2 separate regions of the Anser cygnoides genome follow, and region 2 is linked to region 1. A link is a contact called in public Hi-C data. All regions are on one chromosome and are shown on one strand. The core of a region is the stretch at or near the end of the contact, and the rest is flanking DNA. Distances in the headings are between cores, read along the strand shown. Region 1 has its middle 29 kb from the start of BCL2L14. Region 2 holds the start of ETV6 (ETS variant transcription factor 6).

Evidence for each region. A called contact is a pair of places that touch in the nucleus more often than the background predicts.
Region 2: a contact with region 1 is called in a Hi-C map of liver, with 1.9 times the contacts expected there. The contact joins the promoter of ETV6 here to the enhancer-like site in region 1. A contact is called at or near these places in 3 of 7 Hi-C or Micro-C datasets (all in liver).

The regions. Positions count from the first base shown.
Region 1 is chr1:72,451,023-72,457,987 of Taihu_goose_T2T_genome, reverse strand. No RefSeq gene overlaps it. Among named protein-coding and RNA genes, the nearest start is that of BCL2L14, 29 kb to the right of the region's middle. Within about 2 kb of position 2,142, at least 2 of the 3 cell types and tissues checked have open chromatin away from gene starts, as enhancers often do. A contact at or near this core is called in liver, where this site is marked.
Region 2 is chr1:72,625,189-72,632,253 of Taihu_goose_T2T_genome, reverse strand. ETV6 (ETS variant transcription factor 6) reads left to right here and starts at 3,043. Exons shown (of 7, transcript XM_048053632.2): 1 at 3,043-3,380.

The DNA of each region.
Region 1 (6,965 bases), core at 893-3,392:
TCAAAGACATGCAGCATTAAGGGCTAAGAATCTGGATCCTTAAATGCACGTGCATCTTCGCTCTTTGTGGCTGATGCACATGTGTTCCTACAGGGCCTCATCTGTACTCTCCAAGCAGTTCCCACAACTTTCTCATTTTACATTCTGCATTCAAGCAAGTTTCTGTAACTGAAAAGGAAAATTAGCAGCAGGCTGAAGAAGCGACAATCTAACTGAACAGCAAGTGTGCTGACAGCTGGAAAGACATTTCACTCTTTTCCTTCTTTTTAATAATGCCCACTGATCGTTTTATTGCAGATCCTTGCTCTCCATTTCAGATTCATGCCAGTACACTTTAGACCTACACATGAACACAAATCTGAGCTTGTCTCTAGGTCACAGATATTTTGATTTCCTCTGCCCAATCTACTCGTGATTTTGCAAGGATGGCTCTCAAGCAGATTCAGGAAGCTGGTGCTTAAACTACAGGAGGGCTTCACTAGTAGGTTTTGGCTAATGTGGTCCAAGATCATCGCTGTGGGTGTGACCAATCCAGCTTTATGGCATCCAAGTGTTCGCCCCATCTTCCAGCTTCAATTCCAGCCAAGCCAGAGAGCAGCAGGACTTCTGGAGAGCTGCCCTCATCCGTAGCCTTTGAACTTCTCATGGAGGTCTCTGCTGCCTCTACCATCCACGGCCTTGCTGAAGCTTCTTGTGGCTTGAGGGCACATGAAAACTGTGTTCTGCAGCTCCACAGATCAGGAGGGCTGACCTACCTTTAATATACTGCTTTCCAGTGGATTTCTGTACTCACTTTCAGGGAAGTTTTGGCAGTCTGCAAAGCTCTTTGGAAAACATCCTGCGCTGTCTCGTTAGGTGAGAAGAGCCCCTGGAACAGTTAAAAAACCAATGCATTTGTCCACGCATCCTATTTGCAGCAGGAAAGTGCCTCACTGCTTTGCTTTTTTTTTTTTTTCCCCTCAGTACATACAATGAAAACATCTGACATTGTTAGGATATGCATAGGCAGACTCGGCAGCCTCCTTGGATCTGGTTGGATTGGGACATATAATTTAATTCTGGGTCTTGCTTGCTCTCTTCCTGAGTATACTCCTTATCAGCAGAGTAAGGCTGAGCAGGTCAGACAGCAAGCACCGTCGCTGCGGTTAGCCTGCTCTGACAGCAGGCAGGTGCTCGTTGCTGTAAACCAATGCAGTTACATTGAAATCAATAAACCACAATTCATACCAGCGCTGAAGTTCTGGCCCTGTATTCTGATGAATATTTTTTTGTTGTTTTCTTTTTTTTCCTTCATCTCTTGAGCGTGTTTGCTGACAGCAGCCCCCACCCAAGGCCGCACGCCGTGCCAAGAACCAGCTGAGCCCGATGCAGAGCAGCGAGTGCCACCTGCTGAAAGCCCCACCTTCCCTGCTCGCTGCTGCCGGCCTGTGCTGCACTTCCCAAGACACAGAAGAAGAGCAGGAAAGAGGACTGCAGTTGGTTAGAACTCCATCACCCCTGTTTTAACAGTCAAAACCTCCTGGCTGGGTTGGCAGGGGGGAAAGGGATTTGTTTTCCAGGTTTTCAGTCTGCTTGAAAAACATTTCCTTTTAAAAGGAATGATGTGCCTTTAAGGGGAAGGTAGCAGGCAATGATCCATCTTCACCACATACAGACTTGCCTTGTTCTTCCATTTCTGGCTGAGTGATAAAACGTTAAATGTCATTTCCTGTATCAGTGGTTAACCACTAGATGCTGGATCAGAGATTTACCAGAAGTGCAATATTCAAAAGTGGACCTGCTGCTTTCAATAACACTTTCTTTCACCCCGTGGGAACCACTTAACCTTTGGGGGGGGGGAGGAAAAAAAAAAAAAAAAAAAAAAAAAGAAAAAGAATCCCTGGATTTGGGTAGGGCGATAAGTCTTGTGCCAAGGGCTCGCACCTTGTACAGGAAGTCATAAGGATAAATCCTTCCCTGGCCGCAGACTGCCACAGCAGTGAGCCTTGCCAGAAAGCAAAGCTGCTACGCGAACTGCTTATTAGCCCGCAGTTCTATCAGCATGTGGAGATCAGGCACTGGAGGACATGGCTGTTTCGCACCCGTTCTCCTATAATAAATATTTAGAAAACAGACTGGCAGCAGAATCCAAAAAGCATATTCCCTATCAACCCCTTACTTCCCACTTATTTTACACTGCAGAGGTGAGCAGTTTATCTGCCCAAGTTGTATTCCTTTAATTATCATCACCACAGTCATTTATGGGGCTGGGGGGATTAAAAATCATTTTGGGAAGAGCAGCTGGCAGAGTAAGAAGCAGATAAGTAAATTTCAGTTAGGGCTACATTTCCAAAGGATGAATTTTGAACATGTGGTTTTGCAATTGCCTGTGCAAACAGAGCATTATTTTCCTAATTACATAATATTTGTAAAGCACTCAGAAAATCAAATGGCTAAGCACACATCGAGAAATACTAGTTATAGAAGTTTGTGGCTAGTGGTGATGAGCGTCTAGAAATAACAAGTGGGTACTTCAGACATACACCTGATGTCTGAACTGCTTATGCAGGGCTCTCTGTTGCAGCAACACCCACCACTTCACCCTCCAGCCCCTGTACCATCTCAGCATCCCTGCTCTCAGAGAGCTCCAGCAGCTCAGCTCACTTGGAGAATGCCTGTTTTTAAGGTGAGGAATGGCTCTGCCTTTGCTGCATGCATGTGCCTTGCACAACAGAGCCCTTGTCCCTGAAGGCAATCTGCAGGCAGCATTGCAGGTCAAATAACAAATAGTAATAAGCTCAGAGTTGAGGTACCTCACTCCTTTCTTCCTCAGCCAACAGGAAACCCCCACATCTCTCTTGTCATTGCTATTTATTCAGTTGAACTGCAGCAGCACCCAGCTGACTAGACGTGAACCAGAACCCAGCCATTCTAGGTGCTGTACAAAACACCTCACAGCCTCCCTCTGAGATCTGATGCTCTCAGGAGTGAAAGGGGAGTGCTCTTAGCATTCCCATCCAGGCACACCATGCCCACTGGCCTCCTGCCCTCAGTTTAGCTCCCGAAGCCCCCAGCACAGTATCAGGAGGTCAGACCCGGAGCTTCCCAGGTAGACAACGACAAAGAGCAGTATTGACATGGCATGTCTTACATTGCTCTTCAGCAGCGTCCACTGGCAAATGAACAGAAATAAATGGAGCGGGGCTAGTTCCAGGGGAGAGCCTTTCTGGGCTGCTCAGGGGAAAACTGAGATGGTGGACGATCCAAGAAGATTCCCCCAAAAGGCGGTGTGTTTTTTTCTTTTACTCCAGAACTCACAGGAAATCTCCAGATTACTCATCCTTTCCCAGGAACCCTGGCTGGAAAAAAATCAAGGGGCCTCACTATTTTCCTACAAACACACACACACGCACACACACAAAGGAGCCCTGCAAAGACCTTAACACCAGCTGTGCTTGCCCTTGCCAGAACTTCCTGAATCCACCCCCGTTTACCCTAGCTTGCCAAGCAATGCAAATATTTGAGAGGCCACCTCGTTTCCGCAATGTCTGATGTAAAAATCCGCATCAAATCCAAGCAGTAAAGGCTGTGACTCACAGCTACTCAGCAGCCAGAAGTCCTGTCAGGCAGGCCAAGCTTTTATATAGCAGGAGGTCACTGGAACACATTCTGGCTCACCTCTCTCATCGATCAAAAGAGTGCAACCACTTAGACACGTCTCCTGCTTGCCTTCCCTTTTTAAAGTCAAATGCTGAGGAGCTGCTTCCGAGTAGGCAAAGAACAGGATGACACAGATACAATATCACTGGGAAAGAAAATTAGGTTTTGTTTCAGCAACTGCTGAAACTTACAGCACTGATGAGTTCTGCCATGTAACCCAGAGGCTGTGGCCAAGAGAAAATTGAGTCAGAAGGCTTGATTTCAGTTCCTGCCTCTGCTACTGCCCTGCTGTTTGATCTTGGGTTAGTCACTTCACCGCCCCTGGAAATAAAGTCCTTCTCTGATGAATACTACTTGGGAACAGTCTGGAGATTAACAAGAGAGTAGAAGAGCTTGTTAGCATTTTCAGGTGGGTCCCAGGTCAGGGAGAACGTAACAGCATATTGCTACAAGGTCTACACAGAAGATGGGTGGTGAGGAAGAATGAAGTAGAAACGGATGCTCTAGTAGATGTAGTAGACATCAAGGTGCCCAAAAAAGGACTAACAAAATGGGGACTTGCCCCTGTTGCACACACACACACACACATACACACACATTGGGAATGTAGAGCTTCTGGGCTTCCAGCAGGCTGAACAAGCAAGACATGCCTCATCACAGAGTCCCCAAGGATGTGACCTGCCTTTCATGCTTCAAGGTTCAAATCTTTTACCACATCAGTAATCCCACACGTTCAGGAACCATGAATCAGGGCTTCAGAAGTTGTAAGTCTGACCTCAACTTTCCAAAGTTTCCAAAGCATGCCTCTGCACACTCTTTTCTTTCTAAATGAGCACCCAGATTATTTTCCATATCCAATTGACTCCAGAAGTTGGAACTGGTGATCTGTTTGTAAGGGCACAGAATGGGGTAGAGTATGGCCTCCTTCAGTCTTCCTGTTGGAAAAAACCTTTTCTGCCGATTTGCAGTTCTGCAGCAGACCACACCTACTACATAAAGGAAATAATTGCTACCTGACTGAAGACTCAGAAATAACATAATCAATTGAGATATTTTTTTTTCTCGTAGGTCTTGTTTATACCTCAGAGTTGTACTGGTTTGAAATAGGTTTACTGCAGACTGGGGACACATGGATTCATTAAACCATGTCAAATCAAATGTCTCAAATTAAGAACATCAGTTCAAGCTAAAAGGCATTTAGAGCTGACCGGGGTAGCAAATTTAGCCCTGGACACCTGCATCTTCCTAAGCAACCTTTCAAGGTGGTTCCTCCACCCTTTAAAAGCACAACATGCTTACTTGCACACAGCACATGGCTTCTGGCTTCAGGCTTAAGTCTCCAGCTCCACTTCCCCCTCTGTACTTCCAAAGGAACTACACAGATGTATCACACTTGGTAAATCTGTGGAAGCCGGTTCAAACCTGTCTTACAGCAACTTATCCGAATTCTGATCCAGCTGCCCTTCTCCATCCCTCCACATTTATTTTCCCACATCTTCCCTCATATCTGCAGGAAGGGGTTAGACATTAGAACAGTTCAGTTAGAAGGGACTTGCAAGGATCGAGTCCAGCTGCCTGATCACTTCCAAAAGTTAAAGCCTATCACTGAGGGCATTGTCAAAATGCCTCTTGAGCACTGACAGGCATGGGGCATCAGCCACCTCACTGGGAAGCCCATTCCAGGGTCTGACCACCTTCACAGTAAAGAGTATTTTCCTAATCTCCAGTCTGACACTCTCCTGGCACAGCTTTGTGCTGTTCCCTACCATCGATCCCTACCATCGATGACAGGGAGCAGAAACTGGCACCTCCCTGTGCACTCCCCTCCTCAGGGAGCTGCAGGGAGCAGGGAGGTCGCCTCTCGGCTCCTTTTCTCCAGACTGGGCAACCCAAGTGTCCTCAGCCTCTCCTCACAGGACATGCCTGCCAGCCCTTGTACCGGCTTTGTTGACATCTCCTGGACACTTTCAAGGGCCTTAATGTCCTTTTCATATTGTGGAGCCCAGACTGCACACAATATTCAAGATAAGGCTGCGCCAACATTAATATAGCAGGAGAATCACCTCTGTTGACCGTCTAGCTGTGCTGTGTTTAATGTACCCCAAAATGCAGTCTGCCCCATGGCTGCCAGGGCACGCCGCTGCCTCGTGCTGAGCCTGCTGCTGACCAGCACCCCCAGGTCCCTGTCTGCTGAGCTGCTCCCCAGCCACTCACCTCCCAGTCTGTGCCTGTGTCCAGGTGCAGCACCCGGCATTTACCCTTGGTGAACTTCACGCCAGTGATGATTGCCCAATGCCCCAATTTATCTAGAGCCCTCTGCAAGGCCTCTTGTCCCTCCAGAGTGTCAACAGCACCTCTCTGTTTAGTAGTAGCAGCAAACTTGTTAAGGACGACTTCAACTCCTGCATCCAGGTAACTGGTAAAAAGGTTGAATGGAACTGGCCCTAGAATTGAACCTTGGGAAACAACGTTAGTGACTGGCTGCCCTACAGATGCAGCCCCAGTCACAACAGCCCTTAGGGCTCTGCTGTCCAGTCAGTTCATCATCCAGTATAGTGTGGGCCTATTCATCTTGCAGTTGGACAATTTGTCCAGAATTGCATTGCTGTTCAAAAGCATACAGAGGCTGAGGCCAAGGAACCTAAGAGACACAAGGTAAGGCTGCCACATCCCTGTGGGTGTTAAAAGTAAATGTCACTTCAGGTTAGCTTTAAATAGTAAAAAAATGAAAACAAATTATCCTTGGCTGCTTCTATAGGTATAGTCTTAGCAATCCCCTGAGGAATAGCAGGGAAAATCTGACAACATCATAGAATCACAGAATGGTTGGGGTTGGAAGGCACCTTAAAGCTCATTCAGTTCCAACTCCCTGGCATGGGCAGGGACACCTCCCACCAGACCAGGTTGCCCAAAGTCCCATCCAACCTCGCCTTGAACACCTCCAGGGATGGAGCATCCACAGCTTCTCTGGACAGCCTGTGCCTGTGCCTCACCATCCTCAGAGGAAAGAATTTCACCCTAATAACTAATCTAAAGTAATCCCGTCTTTTAGTTTAAAACCATTAACCCTTGTCCTATCATGACACTCCCTGATGAAGAGTCCCTCCCCATCTTTCCTGTACATCCTCTTTACACACTGGAGATCTGAATGCATTACTCAGGTAGGCTTCACAGTCATTCATGAAGCCTTACCCTGGTGTTGATGTGCTCCTGCAAAACCCCAAGCTAAGCCACAGTGGTTTTCTCTTTACCAAAAAGGAGCAGTAGTAAACAGCCTGGTGCAGGTCTCCTCTTTAAATATAGGACTACATTTACACATGCTGCTA
Region 2 (7,065 bases), core at 1,794-4,293, 170 kb before region 1:
GAAGGCACAGCACACCGTTTTCCATCCAAGATAACTTAAAGGAGAAAAAAGCATCAAGTGACTCTTTGTGTATGCTCAGTCTTTGGAAGGTGAAAAAAAAACTGCTAATAAAAAAGAAGCAAAGAAGCAACCACCAAATAAGTGAGTCAGTTAAGGTTCACTGGGCAAAGATAAAAGCAAGGAAAAGATAACAGCAGAGAAACAGTACAATAAGTTAATGATAACTACAGGCACCAGCAACTAATGGGTGCCTTTGCAAATATAAAGAGGAAAAAAAATAATGTGAACAAAGTTTCCTTATTAAGAAATGAGGTGAAAGCAATGATTGTTGCATATGTCCGAGGTACTGCTCTACGCTGCTGAAACTGGAAAAAACAGTACACGAAAGGAGAAATGAAAACCTTGGCTTTCAGCTGGATGTAGGTTCCCAAGTGTCTAGTCTCCTTTGGGAAACAGGTTCCAACATCATTTAGAGACATTTGAGAAAATTAGCCCAGCTGTTGAGAAAGTGGATGTAGGACGACATTTGGAGTCTCAGGGCTGTAAAAGAGGCCCAGGTGACAGAGAATCGGTGGAACCTGGTACACAGATGATAACACTGTGGACTGAAAATTAAAGTCCCGCAGAAAAGTTGTTTTGCTTTCTTTTCTGCAGGGCTTGCTCTATTTTCAGGGACAAACTCTAGACCGGAAAGTATGAGCTCCCAAACCCAGATTTCCAGGCCACTATGAGGAGGAAGAACATACTTTGTTTTATGGTTTTCTCTTCCTGCTCTTGCCCCCCAATGCCCCATCCATCTCCCTTTCCTGGGAGAGCTCTGAGAAAGGCAGGAACTTGGTGTCACCTTACAGGCCAGAATGTGGTTACCCTTTGCCTGAATTAGTATTGCTGCCATCATTGCAGCAAAAAGTTAGGGAATTTCTGGCTAGGGCGTTTATGAAAGGTGTCTCTGTGGGATCGTAAATCCTGCTAAAGGATCCTCCCTGGAGATAAGCTAAGCAGTAGCCTCTTAGTGAGAGGGAAGGAAACTAGCTGGGAGCCTGTTGGAGGTTTAATATAAGCTAATGCACTTCCTTTCTGCGCTGTGCAATGTTCACATAGAGCAGATCTAAAGGGGAGCTGACAGCTGAAGAAGCTTTCTCCTCACATTTCCAGAGCAACCATCCTGCAACCACAGGCCATCCTGCTCACCAAGAGTCGTTGCAGCATTTCCCATCTCCCCTACAGCATAGCATCCAGGACCACATAGTCTGAGGTCTCAAGAGATGTAACTAATGAGAGGAACTGCGGGAAATCGGGTTAGGAAAACAAGGGCAGAACCAAGCTGAGAAGAAGGATTTTGGCCCTCCTCATTCAAAGGAGTCAAAGATGTTCTTGAGTCACTGTAGCGAGTATCTGGCTAGAATGGTTGAGGTATCGCTGCTTCTGTAGGCACATACAGACCAGCTGGTGGTGTGGCCTGTGCTTCATCCAGACATGTTTGCCTCCCCAGCCATCGCGCTCACCTTCAGTAGAGCAGTGGGGAAAGGAGCGCAAGGAGCTGGAAGAGAACAGCTCTAAACCAGGCTGTTATCTTGGACAGACACTTGTATCCATTTGTACTGGTTTAGAGGTCTGCCAAGATTTTAATGGCTTGTATTTGTAAGGGTCATTGAGCAAAGTGGGAGGGACAGCAGGTACCAGTGAACACAGAAGGAAGGACGTATGGACACCGAAACTACAGGCAGAGAAATGAGATCCAGGACACAAAGCTTCACCATAACCTCTACTTAGAAAATCAGATTGCAACTGCATTGCAAAGGGGAATGATGAGGAGTAACAGGGCTGGTAATGCTGTAATGTCACTGTAATGCCAGTAACGCTGATTCAGGCTGCTGGCAGGTGGCAAATTCTGAACAAGCTTGTGAGGGAATTTGGAGACGAACTAAACCATTCCGGCGTTTGGGCTGTGTGCACAAAGGATGAGGCAGGTAGTTACCTCTAAATGTGGGCATCCATGGGCCGGGGAGATGGGGACCGACTGGGTGGGGATGAGGGAAGACTAACGCCTGTGTATGCAGGGAATGATTAATGAAAGGAGGTAACCAGGACAAATGGCAATGGCTAGGAAAAGTAGAGATACCTGGGTGCAAGGCACGAATTGCCAGAAAGGAGAAAAATTGTTTAGGGGACTGCAATACATGGTTATAACCAGGAGTAATTGGGTGAAACTGGACACGTGGAAATACAGGCTGAATACCTGCCTGACCGCAGGGGCTGTGAAAGAGCCTCCAAGAGGAGGCGGGAGCCCCGCTACCGGAGCCATTTAAAAGTACAGGGGACAGATCCTCTAGGGTGACCCAGCAGGCCCCTCCCACCCCGCACCCCTACGCTTAGCATATTTCCACATTTCTCATCCAATTCCTAGTTCTGATGTGTTACGGTTAATATAAGGAATCGCGAGAGCTCCTTGCCCGGAGGTGCACAGTAACGGGTGACTCAGCACCCAGGGACGGCCGGCAGCGGCCACGTGGGTGGAAAAAGGGAAAAAAAAGGAAACGGGGAAAAAAGTGGGAAAAGGGGGAAAAAAGAGGGGAAAGAGGGGAAAAAGGCGAAAGAGGGGGAAAAAAAGCAGTAAAAGGGAAAAAAGGTGCGAAGAGGGGAAACCCCGCAGGGGCGAGGCGGGGCAGGCTGCGGAGACGGGGAGCAGCGCCCCTACACGGGGCAGGCACCCGGGGGTCCCCAACAACGGGGGGCAGGCCCCGACCCTGCCGTGCGCCCCGCCCCGCCCTTCCCGTGCCCTCCGCCGCACTTCCTGGTCCAGGCCCTTAAAGGGGCCGCGGCGGCGGCGGCAGAACAAAGGCCATTGCTGTCCGCCCCGCTCCGCTCGCCGCCGTGCCCCTTTAAGGGGCGGGGCCGGCTGCCGGGAACCGACGTCGCTTGCGGGGATGCGGAACAGGGCAGCGGCGAGGGGGCGGCGCGGGGGCGGCGCGGGGCGGCGCGGGGGCGGGGCCGGGAGGGACGCCCGGCCCCGCCCCCTCGCCGCCCGGCCCCGCCCTCCCCGCCCGGGCCCGCACACGCACGCAGAGCCCGGGGGCAGCGGGCAGGGGGCGGGCGGCGATCGTGCGCCCCCCGACGAGGGACGGGGCCGGGGCTCCGGTGGCGGCGCCTCCCCCGGGCAGCTCCGCGGGCCGCGCCCGCCGCCGGGCGATGGTGGCGGCGGCGGCGGCGGCGGCAGCAACTTCCCGCTGAGGGGCCGGCGGAGGAGCGGAAATTTGGGGGGGGGAAGGCAAAAAAAATAAACAACAAAAAAAAAGAACCGAGAGAACTTCCCCCTGTGCCGCGCTGCGCCGCGCTCCGGCTGAAAGATGTCTGAGGCCGCTGCCCAGTGTTGCATCAAGGTAAAAATAATAAAAAACAAGCCTTCTGGGTTTTTGTTTTTTTTTTTCATTATTTTAATCATTTTTATTATTTGCGGTCAGCGGGGGGCTCCCCCCGTGCTACCCCCCCGCGCTGTTTTTACGCCGTGTTTACGCACGGAGGGCCCTGCCCCGCGCGTGTTCCTTTCATTATTATTATTATTGTTGTTATTATTATTATTATTATTATTATTATTATTTTCGCTTTTTCTGCTGTTTTTCCCCCTGCGGCGGCGGGAGGCGGCAGCGGGCGCCCTGCGTGCTCCTTTCCCCCCGCCGCCAACTTCGCGCAAAGTTTTGCTGCCCGGGGACGGGGATGGGATGCGCTCGGCGGCGCTGCCGCGGGGGCGCTGGGGCTTCTGTTTTATTTTAGTTTAGTTTAAATTGTTTTTTCCCTTTCCTCCCCTTTACTCCCCCTCCTTCCCCTCGCTTTATTCCCGGCCGGTGGCCGTGCCCAGCTCTGGCTGCGGCTCCCGGTGTCAGGAGCGGAGACAATGGGAACAAAACCCGGCTGCCCTTTTTTTTTTCTTTTTTTTTTTTTTTTTTTCCCATGTGTGCCCAGGAACCCCCTGGAAGCAGCCCTTACCCCACTCCTTCCCCCGGCCGGGCACTCCCTGTCCTGCCCGCGGCCGCCAGAGCCTCCAGCGGAGGGCGAGCACCCGGCCGGCTTCGCTGCACGGTGCTCGCCGGCCTGGCTCTATTTTGGGGGCCACGGCGGGTGGCGGCGGCTTGTACTAAAGAGGCACCCAGGTTTGGGGCGGCGTGGGGCCGTGGAGCACCCCCTGTGTACAACAGGCGTGCGGTTTGCTAAGCAAATCCCGGTAAATATAAAGTGAAACGTAGCTGCTTGGTTGGTCTTTTTTTTTTTTTTTTTTTTCTTTCTCCCTGGTGGATCCTGTGGGAACATGGGGTGTAGGCAAGAGAAGGCGAATGTCACGCACAAAAAAACTAGCAGCGTATGAGTTGTGTTTCCTTATTTTAGAAATGGGGCATTTTGAAAATAGGAGGCTTACTTCTGCTCTTACTGAAGCTGGCAGCAAAACTACTGTTGATTTCAGGAACGGTAACGCTGCTTCTTCTCTAACCCTAAGGTACATTATAGAGTCTTATCGTACAGGATTAGCTACTTAGCAGGACAGATTCAAGAAAACATCTTTTGGAGCCCCGAAACGTTTAAACGCCAATTTTTCATTACATTTCATTAGGCTTTTCTCTGGAGGTGCTCCAAACCCACCTGGACACGACCCTGTGCAACGTGCTGTAGGTGACCCTGCTTGCCAGGGGTTGGACCAGGTGATCTTCAGAGGTCCCCTCCAACCTCAAACCTTCTGTGACTTCACATTTGTATGTGCAGCTGCCTATTTCAAGTGCCATGCTGAACTTAGTGCAGTCTGAACTTATTTTGTAGCATGCATTTTCTTCACGTGCCGACTCTTGCAGCTGTCTTTGTAGAGAGACAGGAACTACCGTCCAGGTGAAGTACTTCAGAGGGTGTCCCGAAGGCCAGGAAAAGCAGATTAATTGGAATGGAGGAAAAAGTTCAAAGGGGGACAGAGGAGAAAATGGGGAGAAGTTTTTTTTTGCTTCTCTCCTGGTGATGATTTTAATAGTTTCAAATATGGGAAGTACAAGCTTTCGGACAGAAATACGTATTTCAAACAGTAACATTTCTTCACCAAGCCATTCTGGATAACTTTCCCTTCAGTTTTTCACACACCCTTGTTTTTTGGGGCGCTTGTTTCAGCCAGCCCGAGCGGAAACTGGTTGCGATCGGCAGCTGGACTCGAGAGGAGTAGTTCAAGCCACGGTGTGACTGTACAAGTAGGATGCGTTATTTCCCAGCGCGCCAGTCCAGCTCGTGCGGCGCGGGGCAGAGGCAGAGGAGTGAGCAGGAGCCGTGCTGCGGTGTGGCTGCTGCGCTGCCCTGAGGAGTAGCCAAGTGTGCTGGGAGAGTGTTGCAGGGCTTCATTAGGAGCCTGTGCACTGGAAGCAGTGGTGCTGGTTGCTGTATTTTGTGTTTATTTTTCTTTTTTTTTTTTTTTCCCCTCCCCTGACACGGGGCAAGGCTGTGTGCAGTAGATTCCACAGCAGCTGGGGTGATGAACCATGGAAAGCTTCAACGAAGGGAGTAAAGGCTAGACCTCCGTTTATGCCGGGATGCTCCATGCGTGGTCTCCCTATCTACCTTATTAGAGAGGCACTCTAATAAGGTTTAGGAAAACTTTGAGGAGGTGAAATTTTGGTATGTATTTAGCTGCTTGCAATCAGTATAAACTTGCAGTAATATCTCGGTTCACGTCAAGTACTTATCAGTGTGTGTGTGATCGTATATTGATACGTGTTTGCTTTGCGGCAAGTGTGTGTGTGTGTTTACTTGCACTAGCTCCTTGTCCAGGAGAAGCACAGGGCTAACGTCCTGCTCTTGCCAGCGCTTGGGTGTGTGCATGCCTGCCTGATGGCAGGCAGCCCCGGGAGCCCTGCTGTCCTGGTGCGGCAGGCAGCGAAGTGTCTGCATGAAGGGTGTACATCTGAGGGAGCAGTCACTGCTGGCGTTCTGGAAATGGCATTTCGGAGCTCAGAGGTTGGTGTGGAGGCTGAGCCCTCGGTGTTGGCTACAACTTCGGGCACTGGCAGGCTCGCTGCTGGGAACTGGTAGGCTTTGGGCTTGCGGCAGACTCCAGCCTGGGACAGCCCAAGGGCTGTGACTCCAAACCGGACTGAGAAGGGACATACATGGTTGTCACTATTGGATGCCTTTTTTGACCCTGCCATTGGGATGTTACATTGGTAGCAAACCGTTCTCTACTCCTGAGCCTTAGCAGTTAACAGATACGTTATCATATATACTGTCACGATGTTCCCCCCACTCTCCTTACCGTATGAGCAAGTGACCCTTATGGCTTTGCCTCTTTTCCTCCATCCGAGAGAACCGAGGCACAGGAAGAGTGCAAACATCTTGGCAAAGGCTTATTACACCAGAGCAAAGGCGCACAGGAGCCAGGGCTACAAGCTTGGTGCCTGGACACTGATGGTAACTTTTTGTGACCAGTTAGGATCCACGTGGTAATGAGGTCTGTCTAAAACCCCACCTGGAGCTTTCTGATTGTAAGGGTCTTTTTTTTTCCACTGAAATAGTAATACCTTAAGAATATCACTGTGCTGTCATACAGAGGCTCAGAACTCAGCAGGCAAATAGAAGGGTCCCAAAGGCCAATAGAAATGTCCCATAATATATGTATAAAGACACGTAGTTAATATATCTATAAAATAAACCTGGCACTTTCATTTCCTTACCCTGATTTACGATGAGACCGTACAAACAAGTGTGTTGGCACAAGCGCGCAGTTGTGGGGGAACTAAAACTGGGAATCTGTGGGGGATCGGCTGCTTCAGATCGCAGAGACCAGGGCTTCTCCAAGCCCAAACTCCCCTGCATGTGTCTATCAGATGTTTGAGCCGAGTGTGCTTTCTGTGGGCAGCACTGAATGTGTGGAGTTTTCCTGTGAGTCAGGTTTCACAACTGGTTCCCGTGTTGCATCGCCTTTGTGAAGCTGTGCGCTGGTGGATGTGAGCGCTCTCCCTTGCAGTGAGCTGTACGTGGCCCCTGTGATTGCAAGGACCCTGCAGGAGTTGGCACAACCCTGTAGCTTGAGGATTCGTCTCACCA